Regions from separate parts of the Mus musculus genome. Here region 2 is linked to region 1. Evidence: chromatin contacts called from public HiChIP or PLAC-seq data. All regions are on one chromosome and are shown on one strand. The core of a region is the stretch at or near the end of the contact, and the rest is flanking DNA. Distances in the headings are between cores, read along the strand shown.

Region 1 (2,956 bases), core at 325-2,824:
TAGTTTGTGAAGATGATCGGTAACCCTTCCAACACTGTTATTGGATGTTCCAAGACGTTCCCGAAATTCAAAGCTTCATTTGGACCATCAGGGGTACAAGGTGATAAGTCAGGAGCTTTTCTGAACTGATGAACATAGGAGGTTTTGTCAGAAACTGGGTAAGTCCGGGCTTCTGGTAGTGCCTTTGGAGTTGACGGGTTTATCCATCGGGGAGCTAATTAAATCTGGCAAACTCTGTTTGCTCATGAAAATCTGGGTTTCTTCCTGACACTGCTGGCCCCTGAGAGCAGCTGCCTCTCACAGACCTTCCTGGCCTTTCTCCACAGCTCACTGACTGGCCTTTCTTTTCTTGGTTCAGCTCTCAGTCTAGTCTAGAGTTCCCAATCTCAACACTAGCATCCTCCGGGCTGGCTGAATCTTTGCATAGAGATGCTCGGGTCTCTACCTGCTGGATAGATAGATATCAGGAGCATGTCCCCTCTCCAAATGGCAGCAACTGGAATTGTCTCCATGTGTATCACCAGATGTCTTTGCAGGAGCAAATTTGACCCTGATCAGGAGCCATTAGGATGAGAAAGTGTGGAACCCACAGCACTCAAATTAGAGTTGCATATACAATCTTCCATGGTAACCCTGACAGCATGAATTAAGCCTCCAGCAGAATAGAGCAGGGATCTGACAGCCCCAGAGGTGAGAAATTAGACACTTTGCCTTTTGTATAGCCTGTGCAATTAGCGGGCTGATTCCACTTTAAAAAGGGGGGGGGGACTTGTCACATTTCCAAACTTGTCACCAATTGATGTGACTATTCTTGGGATATGGTAATTAGTTACCAACTATATAAAAGACAAAATGCACAGAGTTTTAGAATTTGGATACTGTGGGGGGTCAGGGGTAGTAGGGGAGGTGCACCGAACCCAGATGCTAGGTTTAGAGTTTATAGTCCCAAGTCTTCATCTGTGGTAGGGAAACATTAAGATCCTAGACATGTGATTCAGTAGTGTCTTGGCCTGGGCCCACAGATCTGCTCACACTGAAGAGCCAATACACCTTTCGGCTCCATCTGTTTCTATAGGAGCCTTGCTAATTGGGATTCCTGGACCTCACACTGGTGCCATTTAGTCATCCAGACCTGTAACCTTTCATTACCATCCATTACCACCCCTGTGCATTCTTTCCAGCACACCTAGAAGCTGGGACTAATCGGAGGCTGTCACAGCTTACAGATGGCTGGTCGTTAGGGACAACACTGGTCTACACAATCTTTGTTTTGGATGCCAAAGAGGATTTCCTCTTTCCAGGGCTGCCCAGGGCTGTCCCCTGGACCAGAAGCATACTTCCTGAGGCCTGGCAGCATCTGCCACTGTGACCTTGGGTTTTGGTTTCCTTTGTGTCTTAAGAGCAGATGTCCGAAAGTCCAACCAGGGGACAGGTGGGCTAGAGAGGTGGCTGTGTCTCAACTTGGGGGGCTGCTGGCTGGTAGGGTGTGAGGTAAGAGGAGCTGAGCTGAACCAGGCCTCGACGGGGCGGGGGCAGGGCTTGCCAGACCACAGTGACCTTTGAGATCTGAGAGTGAAGGGGAGAGGAAGCCCGGTTTTGCTGCTCTGGGCTCAGAACTTCCTAAAGGCGGGGCTCCTCCTGTTCTTTGCTTTCCTCTAGGTTCGTGTCAGCAGGTCAGCAGAAGAGATCATACACTCAGCCGTGGAGGAGGGTCAGAATTCGCAACACCAGAGCGATAATGGCTCTCCCTGGGCATTCTGGACTCAGGAAACAAGGCTTTGTTTATAGCTAGAGACACTGACTTCCTTGTCATTTAATGAAGGTCCCTGACTTGGAAGCAAGCGCTCCAAAGAGCCAAGCTGAGACCTAGGCCCATATGAACTTGTCTAGCTTCTAGCTTCAGTGACCAAAATTCACTTTGGCTCAAACATTGCCCCCCCCCCTTTTTTTTCCCCAACGTGGAACAGGTCTTCCTTTATCATTTCCTGATTCCTTCTCCTCTTCTCTCCTAAGAGTCTGTTCACTGCTGTCTCCCAGAATTGTCTCAGGTCAAGCAGTGGGCAGACCCCCCACGCCTGGGCCCTCTACTCTAGTTGACCCTACGGGGGTGCCAACTCTCTTACTAAGCTAAGCACAGTAACTGTGGCCTTTTGGGTCACCTACATTTCTCTCATGGAGGACCCTTGTGTATTTGGTGGTGTCTAGGGTGGTGGTGGGGGTCAGATGTGAACACAGCCAATCTTGTCTACCTCTCTCACTCTGGAAGAAGGTGTATGAAGCATTCACCTTCAGATGGCGGGGAGGTAATCAGAAATGAATACTTCTTTTGAAGTTGATTCTCTTATGTGGACCCAGCCACTGGGGACTTTTGACTTCTTTCTTCGGGTCTCCCTCCCGGGCAGTCCTCCATCTCGGTGGAAAACAGAGCACAGTAGCTGAGCAAAGGGAGCTGGGATTTAGACTGACCTGCCTGTCACTCCCAACAGCATCACTTGGGTGAACAACTCTGTTTTCTCATCTATAAAGGAGGATACAAAGAAAGGCTTGATGCGTAGAGAGAATGTTCACAGCTTCTCTTGGAAAGGCAGCACTGTCTAATATGACAAATAGGGTTTCATCCTCTCCACAGAGGTGGGCAGGACACGTCCCACAAGACAAAGGAAGGATCTGTTTGCAGCTCCAGGAAGGAAGTAGAGAGCCTGGAGGGACAGGAAACCCAACTCCAGAAAGGACCCCTCCCTCCACCAAAATCGGAGTCAACATTCCCCAACGAATAGAGTAACTTCAAGGGTGTGATGATAAAAACAGAGATCGGACTGAATTCTGTCTCCAGGGAGCGGGGGGGGGGGGACAGAAATACAAAGGCAACTCAGGACAAGAGATGGTAGGGAGCCAAGGGCACCATGGGGTTGTTATCAGAGGCCACCAGGAACACAACCAGCTTCAGAAATATTGG
Region 2 (2,956 bases), core at 189-2,688, 69 kb after region 1:
CATCAGTCGTAATAACCCAGGGTCTGGAATGCTGTGTGTCCACACAGGGAACAATGCCTCACAGCAGTGAGAATACACAATCTAGAAGTGTAGACAGCAATATGGAAGAATCTCACACACATCACGGACAGCCCAAGGAGCTAAGTATGGAAAGGAGAGGTGTACACTTCTGCTCATAAATAAGAGAAATAGCAACATATCAACAGCAAAATAGGTCAAAGTGATATGCAAATCACAGGTGGTAAGTAGTTAGCCTCAGGGAGCGAGATTGAAAACATCCTGAAAGGAATTTAAGGAAGGGGGCTTTATTAGATGGTGGGGCTCTTTGTTTTTTAACTGAATACTAACAACACGATTATTTCTAACTTTAAATTCAGGGAGCAACACTGAGTAAAGCATCAAATAAAAGAATGGTTAGATCCTTGGGGCTGGAGAGATGGGGGTGGGGTTGCTCTTCCAGAGAACCTGGGCTCAATTCTCAGCACCCACATGGCAGTTCACAGCTGTCTAAAACCCCAATTCCAAGGGACTTGACACCCTTACACAGATATACAAGCAAGCAAAACACCAATGTACATAAAAATAGATATTAGATAGAGAGATAAAAATAAAGAATGACTAGACCCTCACATGAAATCCCATTCATCCATCTATTTACCAACTTATTCAATCATTGAACAACCAGGCTCAGAGAAGGAAAATGGGTGATTTGGGTCTCTACTGTTTGGTTGTAGAGTGCGCTTTAGTGCAACAAGGGAATACTGAAGTAGCCAGCTCAGTGGATCTCCAAAGAGTGGGTCCTGATGTAGTTGGTGAACTCCTGAACTAAACTTTCTTCAGTTCCAAAGGTGACCTTCGAGCCTCTAACTTCCTATGCACACGAATCATCAGGGGATCTGGAGAAAGATGCAGACTCCCGTTCTCTGAGCTCTTCGTTTCTAATGAGGCTTTTGGGTGGCAATGCCGTGTCCTCCCTTTCATCGTGTGTGGGAACAGAGAGAGTCACCTGACCAGTAGAGCTACTCAGGCTCCACCAAGGACTGCCAGACAGCCTATTTTGTTCAGGCAGGTCTGCTTCTCAGGAGTACACAGAGAGACAAGAGGCAAGCTAGTGTGGGAGACACTCAACAGCCCCTGCCCGCTGTGAGCCACGGTGTGGGGGAGCAGCTGGGGAGCCGGGAGGAGGCCATTTAGACTGCTTTACAAAGTTAGCCAAATGTCTCCTGTGCCTTGTACTTTTAAGTACAGAATCCTTTGCAGGAGGTCACACAAGGATTTAAAAAAAAAAAAAAAAAGCACACCATGCAGCAAACGGCTCAGTATTGCTTTAACCATTGTGTAAGTTAAACGCAAAAGTGGCAGTTGAGTTAGTTCCTCCACCTTTCTCAAACGTCCTCGGGAGGAACTCGCTGGGCTCCCACACAAGCCCAGCGGCTCTCAACCACGCATTATGTGTTGCACCCTTTCATACAGTTCCTCACAGTGGGGTGACTCCACCCACCCCACCCCCAGCCATAAAATTACTTTTGCTGCTACTTCATAGCTGTATTTTTGTTACTCTTATGAGTCACAATGTAAAGATCTTCATTCTCCGGATGGCCTTAGGCAACCCCTGTGGAAAGATTGTTTGACCACGATGGGGTCGAGATCCACGCACGGGCTGAGAACCGTGGTTGTATCCCAAACCGAAGGGAATAGAGGCCTGGTGGGGAGGGAGGAGAACCTTGCTAAGAGTGGGAGGAAATGTTGTCAGGCCAAGGACCTTGGGCCATCTATGCTGATGGAAGAACAAGGCAGCGGCCTCAGGCAACTTCAAGGTAGCCAGGTCAGCTGTGGTAAGGGGAGGACACAGAGGGAGGTGGGTAGACAGGAATCTGCTTCTATTTCTCTTTGTGGTTTGGGGGTCTACTGACCTTTTATCCCCCCCTGCCACTGGGAGTTTCTTAAGACTTCCTAGAACTATTTTTGGTGAGTATGGGCACAGGTCAAGTGTGTCTTCCTCTTGCCATGGCACAGGAGAGCAAGCCACCCATGATGAGTTCTGCCTCCTTCTTTCCATATTCTCTGTCTCTCCAGATTGCTAAGTCTGACTCTGTCTTTTGACCTCATTTATAGATTCACCTTCTTCACTCTCTTTCATACTCCTACCGTCCCCTCCCTCCCACCCCCACGCGCCCGCTTGCACAGTGTCTTGCAAAAAAGATCCCAGGCAACGGTAGCTACCTATAGAACATTCACATGGTGCTGGCCTCGCTCACTGGAAACCTAGTGTTGTATTTTATAAAAAAAAATATGAAAGAAAGAAAGAGAGAGAGAGAGAGAGAGAGAAGGGAGGGGGAGGGAGGGAGAGAGAGAGAGAAAGAGCGAGCGAGCGAGCAAGCAAGGATATGTTAGACAGAAACACTAGAAGCAGAGTATGCTGAGGTGGAAGGGGTGCCTCTGCAGGCCCATGCTGAGGCATCCCTTCCTTGTGAGGTACCAGCCACTAAACGGGTATAGGAATAGTTTATTTAGGACATGGAAAGAGGAGTTGAGGAGGGGGTAGAGACAGAGAAAGGTGGAGAGAGAGAAGAGGAGAGAGAGAGGCAGCGAGGAACACTTGGGGAAAGAAGGTGAGAGGGAAATGGGGGGACAGGGAGAAGGGGCAGAGAGTAAGAGCATAAGAGAGAGAGAGAGAAAGGAGGGGGCAAACAGCTCCTTTCGTAGTGAGTCTGCATACCTGGCTGTTGCCAGGTAACTATGGGGCAGAATCTAAAAGGAATGCTAACTTCTATAATTAAGGAAAGCCCAGACTATCCACCCAGGCTCTCTGGCCACATACTTCTTATCTCTTTCTTCTCCCTTGCATTCTCCTCAGCCTTGTTCATCTCTCACCTCACTCTTGTCTGATGATTTTGTTTCCTGCTTTAGACAAGAAGGTCCTCAAATCCTCTTTGGTTCACTTACCTGTGTCTGA

What was found. HiChIP or PLAC-seq counts read pairs in DNA pulled down with a chosen protein or histone mark.
Region 2: a BATF HiChIP or PLAC-seq map of CD8 T cells shows a contact between it and region 1, with 5 read pairs. The contact joins two enhancer-like sites. A contact is called at or near these places in 1 of 484 Hi-C or Micro-C datasets (Th1 cells), 4 of 115 datasets of contacts at active chromatin or transcription factors (CD8 T cells, bone marrow-derived macrophages, embryonic stem cells and 1 more) and 1 of 9 other capture datasets (adipose tissue).

What each region holds. Positions count from the first base shown.
Region 1 is chr10:93,373,852-93,376,807 of GRCm38.p6, forward strand. No RefSeq gene overlaps it. Among named protein-coding and RNA genes, the nearest start is that of Gm17745, 39 kb to the left of the region's middle. Within about 2 kb of position 1,575, at least 107 of the 459 cell types and tissues checked have an H3K27ac peak or open chromatin away from gene starts, as enhancers often do. A contact at or near this core is called in CD8 T cells, Th1 cells and bone marrow-derived macrophages, where this site is marked.
Region 2 is chr10:93,443,168-93,446,123 of GRCm38.p6, forward strand. No RefSeq gene overlaps it. Among named protein-coding and RNA genes, the nearest start is that of n-TDgtc8, 8.4 kb to the right of the region's middle. Within about 2 kb of position 1,439, at least 61 of the 459 cell types and tissues checked have an H3K27ac peak or open chromatin away from gene starts, as enhancers often do. A contact at or near this core is called in CD8 T cells, Th1 cells and bone marrow-derived macrophages, where this site is marked.